Linked DNA regions of Sus scrofa: region 1 is linked to region 2. A link is a contact called in public HiChIP or PLAC-seq data. All regions are on one chromosome and are shown on one strand. The core of a region is the stretch at or near the end of the contact, and the rest is flanking DNA. Distances in the headings are between cores, read along the strand shown.

Evidence for each region. HiChIP or PLAC-seq counts read pairs in DNA pulled down with a chosen protein or histone mark.
Region 1: a contact with region 2 is called in an H3K27ac HiChIP or PLAC-seq map of skeletal muscle, with 15 times the contacts expected there. The contact joins two enhancer-like sites. A contact is called at or near these places in 1 of 47 Hi-C or Micro-C datasets (embryonic fibroblasts) and 1 of 2 datasets of contacts at active chromatin or transcription factors (skeletal muscle).

What each region holds. Positions count from the first base shown.
Region 1 is chr15:86,365,101-86,370,895 of Sscrofa11.1, forward strand. No RefSeq gene overlaps it. Among named protein-coding and RNA genes, the nearest start is that of UBE2E3, 100 kb to the right of the region's middle. Within about 2 kb of position 2,846, at least 1 of the 83 cell types and tissues checked has an H3K27ac peak or open chromatin away from gene starts, as enhancers often do. A contact at or near this core is called in skeletal muscle, where this site is marked.
Region 2 is chr15:85,701,976-85,707,044 of Sscrofa11.1, forward strand. No RefSeq gene overlaps it. Among named protein-coding and RNA genes, the nearest start is that of CWC22, 99 kb to the left of the region's middle. Within about 2 kb of position 3,591, at least 5 of the 83 cell types and tissues checked have an H3K27ac peak or open chromatin away from gene starts, as enhancers often do. A contact at or near this core is called in skeletal muscle, where this site is marked.

The DNA of each region.
Region 1 (5,795 bases), core at 1,596-4,095, 660 kb after region 2:
TGCCAATTATGCCATGTTCACTCGTAAATCACTTATTAATCCCCAAACTCCTCAAATGCTAAGAAAATACTTAATCATCCATCCAGACCTATGTTAAAAGCCACCTCCTTTGTGAAAATTTTCTTATTCCTCCAAGAAGAATATTTCAATCCTCTCAGTAGCTACCTCACTTTTTGCGGTACCCACATTATAGTACATATGTCATCTTACTGCAATCGTATGTTTTTTTATTTTATTATGATTATTTTTTTCATTTTTGGCCACCCCACGGCATATGGAGCTCCCAGGCCAAGGATCAGATTGGAGCTGCAGTTGTGACCCAAGCTGCAGCTGCAGCAATGCCCAAACCTTAACCCACTGTGCCGGGCTAGGGATTGAAATGCATCCCAGCTCTCCCCAGACACTGCTGATCCCATTGTGCCCCAGCAGAAGCTTCCCAATTGTATCTTAATATGTCTGACTCAACTATCAGATTTTGATTGGTACTGTGGATTATGAATCGTAAACTGTTTCCCAGCACCATGCACAGCATATGAACCTCGGTAACAACTCAAATGTTTGCTGAAGAATGAAAGTCCAAGCAGGTACAAATCTTTCCTTAGGGATAGGAAGAGTACGGGATTCCCACATTAAATTAAACCCTCTCTTATAGCAAAGATTTCCCTTTTATTTTTTTGGTCCATGGAGTAAACAAAGCTTTCCTACATTTGGATTCTTATCCCCTGTCAGTTTCTATGCATCTTAGTGTGACAGGGATATAGTCTTATGCTTTGGAAAACTGGTCAAGTTTATCTTTATAGCTACTGCACTGGGGGATTACTGTGGAGATAATTTAGGCCAAATTTTATCTTAGAAAAGAATTATAAGAATATTTCTAAATAAAACTATTTTGATCAGATTTGTTTTCATGAGAATTCTACTAGCCAAAGGTAGATGGTCTCTTAAATGGATACTTTTCAGACACAGAAGGAATGCTATATTTGGAAGATTTGGTTACAAATGAGAAAACAGACCAATAGACCAAGACTGTAAAAATCTGGTGAATGAAAGGGATTGTTTAAAGAAACTTGTAATAACACAAGAAATCTGAAGCTATTTAATTTCAGTGCCAATTGATGAAAATTTGAAGAGTAAGGTTGATTCCCTTGTATCGACAAAAACAGAGATGTGATTGCATAACTTAAGCAAATCTTCATATTGATCTGAATGCAGAAAGTACTGCCCTGTCAATGGACAGATATATGTATCTAACCATTCAGAGAAAAAAAAAATACCATGAGGTTATACATCTCTGGTTTCCCTACTGTGCCAAAGCATCTTCAAACATAAAGAGAGCTGCACCCAAGACAACCTGATTCTTTTCCCACCAGCTGACATTGTTTCGGTTCTTGCTTGTAAACACATCCAAGGTGTGGAGCATGAGGAGGTTCTATACATGATTTTAAATAAAACATTTTTATTATAAATATAGAAGAATGACTGGAGGAAGGAAACTTATCCAACACATTGGCACTTAATATGAACACACAAAAGACTGCGTTGTGCTATGCCCAGTAATTATTATTAAGCATTTGTATAGAACTTTATATTTACAAAGTGCTTTGTAGTCTTTTATATTATTATTCCTCACAGCAGCCTTATGAGGGAGGTTGGTATTGTTAAATCTATTTTATACCACTTCAGGAGGTCCCTCTTTGAAGCACTTTGAAATAAACCTTGAAGAATCAAAACCCTTCAGTGTGTCTGGAATAACAAGGTGGGAAAAAACCCCATGGTGAAAGTTTGCGTTAAAAAAGAAATCCCAAAGGGAGCCTGTGTGCTGGAGAAGGAGATCAGAGACCAAAACAGGAGCTGGAAATTGCACCAAGTTGATGTGGAAATAATGAGCAGCCTGAATATAGTGAGCTCCTTGGACCAGGCTGGTTATGAGACCTCTTTAATTCTTATTTCTCTAGAACACCTGGTCTCAGGTATTGATAAGCTGTCAATAAACCACATATGTTTATATGATATCCAGATAAGATTGGTGAATGCCCTTCATCTTCATTTTTATGTTTTATATCATATAATATATAATCACAAATGATGAAATGCAGTGCAGTTAGTCACTGGGTTCTGTTACATATCTGATTGGCTCATCAGCACACAGGAAGAAATTTTTATTTGCATAACCTTGGAACTTTATTTTTTTGCCCACTTTTTTAAAAAAAATTAATACTTTATGGAAAATTTGGAGAATGAATTAAAGAAAAAATTAGAAAATTGTATCCATAATCCTAATGCCTAAGATAATCAAAATAAAAAATTTTGTATTTCCTTCACATCTTTGTCTAAGCATCTTTTACACTTTTCTGATTATATAATGCATATAATTTTGCATACTTCTTTTTCATTTTTGATTTTAATGTAAGCATTATTCTATCTTTTGTGTAATAAATGCTAGGACTAACTCTTCTAAGCCTGTAGAAATATACTGAGTTCTAAAAAGCACAGAGATTTTAGCACTACCCTAAAATAGCATTACCTTAAAAATAGCATTACTCTTGAAATTTAATATGATAAACTTCCCTAGCGATGACAGAAGTCTGTCACAATTTGTATGAAATGGATCATCAGTCTCATGGCTTTAAATGCCTCTACATGCTAACTCTCAAATTATATGTTCACATCTCTCTTCTGAATTCCAAATTTACAAATCCAACTGCCCACTCAGCCTTTTCATTTGAATGTTTAATGGACATCTCCAAACCTAAAATGAATAGCACTAAACTCTTGATATTAGTTTCCCTTACACCCTCCACTAAGCCTGCCCCACCAGGGATCTTCCTATCTGACTTAATGGAAACTAAAATGCTTCCAGTAGCTCAAGCCAAAACAAGGAATCAGTCTTCACTTCTCCATTTCTGTCACACTTAATACCTCATTTACTAGCAAATCTTCTTCCTTCAAGATCTAATCTCCACTCACAATCTCTACTGATACCAACAGATTCAAGTCACTGATTTCCCCCTGAATTATTGCATTGGCCTCTTTGTCTGGTCTCTGCTTCTGCTTTTGCACATTTTAATATGACTGTTGATCTAGCAGCCAATGCAACTCTATTAAAATCTGCCAGAACATGACTGTCCTATTGAACACCTTGCAATGGCTTCCCATTTCATTCACAGCATAAGCCTTCCTTATATTTAAATCCACATGATCTTTTCCTAATATACACATTCTTTGTTTCTTAGACTTCATCTTGGGTCACTGTTCAGGGTGTCCAATCTACTCCAGCCACACTGGATTCCTCCAATAAACATTCCAGAACTCTCCTGCCTTGGAACTTTTTCACTTCTTGAGCCCTTTTCTCCAAATGATCACATAGCTCCCTGCTATAGCTGTTCCCTTCCTAGTCACCCCATCAAAACTCAACAGCTCTCCCCACCACTAAACCATCTATCTTCCTTTACTACCTTTTCCTTCTTAAATATTTAGCTTGGCTTAACTTATGATATGTTTCTTGTTAATCCTGTTTGATATATTCTTTCCCCACTAGTATGTAAACTAGAATGTAGCAAGACTACAAGGATATGGCTTTTTGCCTCTTTTGTATGTTGCTATATTTCTAGTAAAAACAATATTCAATACACAGTGTGTGACAAATATTTGTTGACTAAATGAACCTTCAGTCACAATATGTGAAAATTGCTTTTAACAGACATAGCTAATTTAAAGGTTAGGGGACAATGAGTAGGGCTAAACAAAGTATTTAGAGAAGATGCAAAGTAAAGTAGTCTGTACATGATGAGATGCCAAAGAAGGTAACAACTCTTCATCTAGGAGGAAATCATTGATATTCAAGGCCAAGGTTTTTGATTGGATTCCATTCTCTTTCTATGATTCAGGGTAGGTTAGATTCTAATGATGGAGCCCTTCTTGCAGTGTCAATAGTAACTTGGAAACTGTGTAATGAGAAATTTGTTTACAATACCTGGTTCTTACAATATTTTTTTTGTTGCAGTTTTATTGAGATATAGTTGACATACAGTACTACATGTATTTTTTTTTTTTTCATCTTTTTGTCTTTTCTAGGGCCACACCCGCAGCATATGGATGTTCCCAGGCTAGGAGTCAAATCAGAGCTGTAGCCGCCGGCCTATGCCAGAGCCACAGCAACGTGGGATCCGAGCCGCTTCTGCAACCTATACCACAGCTGACGGTAATGCCGGATCCTTAACCCACTGAGCAAGGCCAGGGATCGAACCCGAATCCCTGGTTCCTAGTCAGATATGTTAACCACTGCACCAAGACGGGAACTCCAGTACTACATGTATTTAAGATGTACCTCATGAATTAGCTTACATACATCATGAAATGATTATCCCAATAATTTTAGTGAACACCCATCATGTCATATAAATACAAAGTTAAAGTAATAGAAAAAAAAATTTTTTCTTGTGATGAGAACTTAACAACTTTCATATATAACATACAGCAATGTTAACTATATTTGTCATGTTCTACACTACATCTCCAGTAGTTATTTATCCTATTACTGGAAGTTTTCACCTTTTGATCACTTTCATCCAGTTCCCCACCCCACAATCCCATACCTGTAGCAAACAAATCTGATCTTTTTTTCTATGAGTTTGTTAGTTTCTTTGTTTTTTAAACATAACTGACAACGCTATATTTGTTCCTATTACTCAACATAGTGATTTGATATTTCTATACATTTCAAAATGATCACCACAGTAAGTCAAGTTACAGTATGTCACCAAAGATATTACATAGCTATTGATTATATTCTACCTATACATAGGCATATATATATATGATTATTTTAAGTTACTGATCTCTTTCAAAAGCTTTTTTTTTTTTTTTTTTTTTTTTTTTTTGTCTTTTTGCCTTTTCTAGGGCTGCTCCCGCAGCATATGGAGGTTCCCAGGCTAGGGGTCTAATCAGAGCTTACCGGCTAGCCACCCTAACACCACCACAGTTCATGACAATGCTGGATCCTTAACCCACTGAGCAAGGCCAGGGATCAAACCTGCAACCTCATGGTTCCTAGTCAGATTCGTTAACCACTGCGCCACAACGGAACTCCCTCAAAAGCATTTTAAAAACCCTGCATTTTTATTCTCCTCCATCAGATGTTTATGTTATTTGACATCATATATTACAGTTTTTGAGTATGCTTTAATTACTTATTGTAAATAAGTATGACCCTATTACTTTTGCTTGTAACTATTATACTAGCTTTATACATGGCAGCTTAAATTCCTTTACTTATATTTGTTTTTACCAATGAGATTTTTCCTTTTGTAATTTTCACATTTCTAGTTGTGGCCTTTTCTTTATGGTCAGAGAAGTCCCTTTAACATTTCTTGTAACATTGGTTTGGTAGTCCTGACCTCTCTTTGCTTTAGCTTGTCTACAAAACTACAGTATTTGTGGTTGTACTTCTTTCCCTTTCATAATTTTAAATATATTGTACCACTCCCTCCTAGTCTGCAGATTTGCTGCTGAAAAATCAGCTAATACCCTTGTAGGAATTTCCTTGTACCTAAATTACTGTATTTCCCTTACTGCTTTTAATATTTCTCTTTATCTTCAATTTTTTTCAGTTTAATTACAATGTGCTTGATGTGTTCCTCTTTGAATACATCCTGTATGGTACCCTCTGTACTTCTTGGACCTGGATGTCTGTTTCCTTTCCCAGGCTAGGGAAGTTTTCAGCTATTATGTCTTCAGATATGTTCTCTACTCCTTTCACATTTCACTTTCTGAGATTCCTATAATGTGAATATTGG
Region 2 (5,069 bases), core at 2,341-4,840:
AATGCTTTCTTTAAGCACCGCTTTTATCATTTCACTCCTTTATTCAAAAATCTACAGCAGTTGCCCAGTGGGTCAAGTTAAAAAAATTTAGCTTGACTTCTGAGCTGACTGTAATAGGAAATCACTTTATTTATAAAATCTATTTTTCACTCATCTCAGCAAGACCTTTTCAAGTTGGTTTCCTTATTTTCCTTTATTAGCTATGCTAATTTTTGCCTTAGAATTTAATGCTTCATTTCTCTGCAGTAGTATCTGCCTGTTTTATTTTTGGTTACTCCAATTTTAACCTTTTTTTTTTTTTTTCTTTTAGGGCCGCACCTGCAGCATATGGAAGTTCCCAGACTAGGGGTTGTATCGGAGCTGTAGCTGCCGGCCTATGCCACAGCCACAGCAACACAAGATCTGAGCCATATCTGCAACCCACACTGCAGCTCACAGCAATGCTGGGTTGTTAACTCATTGAGTGGAGCCAGGGATTGAACCTGCATCCTCATGGATACTAGTCAGGTTCATTACTGCTGAGCCACAACAGGAACTCCTTTAACCATCTTTCAAGACCCAGTTCAGCCTCACCCCTTTCCTGATGTCCTTTCCCAAAGGAAAACAATTCACACTAGTACTTCTTGCCTTGGATCAGTGGTTCCCAAACTTTCCTTAAGATTAGAATCGCCTGGAGGTGGGAGCAGCTTTAAAACCTTCCAAAGCCCAGGTTACACCCTAAGCCACATAAATCAAAATGCCTAGGGATGGGAGCCAGGCGTTGCTATAGTTTAGATCCTCTGATGATTTCAGTGTGCTGTGAAGGTTTGGGAACTACTGCTTTTGGTGTCCTATAATGTGTGTCAGCTTACCATAACTTTACACTTGGCTATTTTTGGTTTAATATTGTTCTCCCATTATATTTTTGTTACTCATCTAAAATAATAGAAAACAAGTTTTATGCTGATTGAAGCAGAGATTATTGTTGCTCCAGTCAGATTCCCTTGGATCCCTTTCATCCAGCTGTTGGTCATTTTGTAGCTTTGGTGTGGTTTTGCTTCCAGTGACCAGCACTTGTGAACCTACTTTGCCAGGCGACCTCAGGCTCTTTATCTCAAGAGCAATGTGCTTGGGAGTATGAATGCTCAGTCCCCTCATTTCTTGTTTGAATAAATGTCAGAGTTCCTTGCAGGATCAGGTCAAGGACACCCTCCGTGGGACTTAGTCTGAAACATATCCTTGCATGGCTTTCATTTCTGATCTGCTTTCCCTACTCCCTTCTGATTTCTCCTGGGAGCACCTTCTTAATAAATCACTCATGAATTCTCATATCAGAATCTGCCTCTTGGGAACCCAACCTAAGGTACTTATCCTTCCTTCAAAGCAGAGTGCTGAGCATATATAAAATTCAATGAAGATTTATTAGAAGAGGGATTCTTGATATGAGAAATAGAAACACAATTTAATAAAACCTTAATTGAAGGTACTGAAATATGATATATTCAGGGGTTCTCTGTAGAATTAGAAATACTTTCTTAAATGTAATTTAAAAAGCCTGGACATATTGAAATCTCTCTTGGGGTAGGAAATATGGGCTAGGTAAAATGTTCTCCACAATATTTATAAAAACATCCAAGGAACAGTTTGAGACCAAGCAATGCGTAGTATGAAGGCAGTTACATTGATATCACAATTGAACAACAGAATAGGAGATCCTACATTTAACCTCATGTTGCAGATGTTGAGAGGGGCTTTCTTTCTAGACTTAGGCCCAAGAATTTGCTTTTTTAACAAGTTCCCAGGTTGGCTTCATGACATGGGAGTCCCAGGAGGAGGGGCGAGCTACATCCCTGTGGGTCACCAGTTTTACCTGCCGGGGCTCAGTAAAATTGTATTTTTATGAGTCATGAAAATTATTAGACATTAATAATCTGCCTGAGATATTGTGAGGCAGGAAAGTGGCAGTCCATCAGTCACATTTGGAACAGTGGTTGGAAAAATAAAATTGCTTCTTGTTAATGTTCAGTGAATGCTTACCCTTACTTAAACTATCAGCTCACCTGTAACAGGGGTTTGCATATAAATTTTGTGGGCAGCAAAGCAGATTTTTAACATCTTGAGTGGTTTACTTTCCATTTCCTTCTCAGGGCCAACAGCAGTGATTTTGTGTCTCTTTTTTCCTTTCTCTCTCTCTCTCTCTTCCTGGGGTCCATAGTAGAGAAGAGAGAATTTGACTTATTCAACTGTTTTGTTTATAAGGTGTGCAATTATATGGATCATTTTACATTTATACAGAACATAGGCATTTTTCTTTTCTTTTCCTATAATTAGTTATCAATTATTATCAGGAGGCTTGAGGCTTTAGCACATACACCCAGCACTTGAAGATAATGTTTTGATATAAGTTCCCATTTTCACTACCTATTCTTATCAGACTACTTTGGGAAATCTGTGCATATTTTTTGGTTTATGAAAGTCCTCAGCTAATATCTTTGCTCTCTTTTCATACAAAAATGGCTTATGCATGCCACAATATACTGTTTTTGTTCACTTACCCTTTTGGGTTGTATCACAGTAGGCAAGTGATGTGGCCCTTTTCTGTTAAAATAAACCACCATTTTAGGTTGTTTGATGTTAAAACAAAATTTCACTAGGTGGCGGTGTTGGAATGAAAACTAATATATCTCTCATCGCCTTCTGTCCATAGAAAATCCTCTGTTTAAAATCTATTGTAACTTGTCATTTTGGCTTTTGAATCGGGTCTGCTTCCCTCTAAATTAAATAGATTGGGATGATTTGGTGTTTAGGCAATAGAACATGCAATGTTTCCTGGAGACCCCCAGAGGACACTGGGCAAAAACAATGAGGAGGTATTTTTTGTTCAATTGTCATCCAGATCACTTCTTTGTTGGTATTTTTGGCTGCCTTATGCTACTCCACTGATGTTTAGGAACAATTGCATAGTGACAAAATATTTTGACCCTGCTCAGTGGCCCAGTCTATGGATACTTCACCCAGTCTCGTCTCCATTTGACTGAAGTTCTGATGGATTTATTAGATTGCTTCTAAGAATTAACTGATCTTTGCCCGTTTGTCCAGTGCTTCTCCAAGTATGGTCCCTGGACCAGCACTATCATTTGGGAATTTGTTAGGAAGGTAAAGTCTCAGGCCCAAAAGCCAGATAGGCTAAATCGGAAACCCGGGCAGTAGGGCCCAAAGATCAAGAGTTCTACAAGCCCACAAAGTGACTTTTTTTTTTTCTTTTTCTTTTTTTTTGCTTTTTAGGGCCTCACTTGCGGAATATGGAGCTTTCCAGGCTAGGGGTCTAATCAGAACTGCAGCTTCCGGCCTACACCACAGCCACAGCCACGCCAGATCTGAGCTGCATCTGCGACCTACACCACAGCTCACCCCAGGTCCTTAATCCACTAAGTGAGGCCAGGAATTGAACTGCAACCTCATGGTTCTTAGTGAGATTTGTTTCCACTGCGCCACGATAGGACCTCCCCCGCCAGGTGATTTTAATGCCCACTGAACTTGAGAACCACTGTGCTAGAGCCTTCCTGGGAAGAAAACGCTTATTCTTGGGCTAACCTCTCTCCTGAGTCCTTAAAGAACTTTGAAGGCAGACAGGTGGGTGAAAGATTTGAAGGCAAGTGTTTGTTCCACTTGGCCTACAGGAGGGCTGGCTGGCTCTGCTCTCCCTTAAAGTTCTCTCTGTCCCCACAAAACCCTTCCATTATAGTGATATTTAAGCCTATTTCTAGTATGTCAACCAAGTGGGAAAGTCTGATTAGTCGTTCACACTCCTTTTTCAGGAAAGAGGCCGCCCAAGAGGCCGCCAGAGGGCAGCCGCGTTCCTATTCTGCCTCTGCCTTACTGAAAGGCGGGTTCTGGCTCTTTCGTCAAAGAAAGGTGATCCAGTGGCCGCGGTCCTTTGGCTCGGCTGTTTGTCTCTTTCCCTGAGGCAGTTTGAATCAGAGCCGAAAGAGAGAGAGAGAGGAATTGATTAGTGTGTCAGAGAGCTACTATGTGAGACTTCAATCCACCACTGGCCCTGTTTCACTAAGTAAATGCCGGGAAAGCTCTGGAGGTTCCACAGGAGGTCGCGGTCTAGTGAAGCAGGGTCTCCTTGAAGCGCAGTCAGCTCAAACAGGCGCCTGGAACAGCTCTTGTCTTCTGTCCAGTGTTGGACTCTGGATACCTGCACATCCGGATCTTTTAAATCTCCTGATGCCCAGGCTGCACCCCAGGCCAATCCCCTCAAAATCTTGGGAGTTTTCTGGACCGTCGGTATAGTTTAAATTTTGCTAAGTGCCTCACTGTGCATCTAGGACTGGGAATCACTATGTTGAAGATGTTGAGATTAATCTGTGGCGAAGTTGTTTCAATGCAGAAACCTTGGTTGTTGCCTCATATCGTAGTGTAAATTTCAAAAGGGAGTTTTCCGTTTTGGCCAGTTTTGTTATTCAAATGGAGAGGTTTATGGTACCACAGAAAGGCATCACTCCCCCTGTTCCCACTTTCTCCTCCTTTTCCCTTTCCTCTGTCCTTCCTTCCTCCTTTCCTCCCTTCCTTCACTGAACCTAGGTTTGGCTGCTTGCTTCTCATAAGTCAATAATTTGAGAGACAAGTGTCAGTAGAAAGAAAAGTTGCTTTAATCAGAAAAGCAGGCTATCTGGAGAGAAGGTGGACTTGTGTCTAGAAACTAACTCTGAAGATTCTGCTCAGCCAGGACAGTTGTTAAAGGAAAAACTGGGGGCAGAGGGTGGGGAGGATCTCAGGGAATCTTTAAGGCAGGAGGTTGGGTTCTGCATCATTGTCCATTGAATGACTTTCCCTTCAGATATTATTTTACCTGTGTGATCTTCCTGCAGGATTGCTGATGGGGGCTGTTGGGGATAGAGAGCTAATCAATTTTTAACTGCTTAATTCTTTTTATTTAGGAAAAGAATCAACAGGTGAGACAAGACATGGTGTGCATTCAGTAGAGTCAGTTCAATTGTTTAGTCATCTCATTCCTATAATTAGGTACTTTTAAGTTTAGAGGGGAACAGAAATTGGCAAACAGGAAAGGGGTAAAAGAGCTG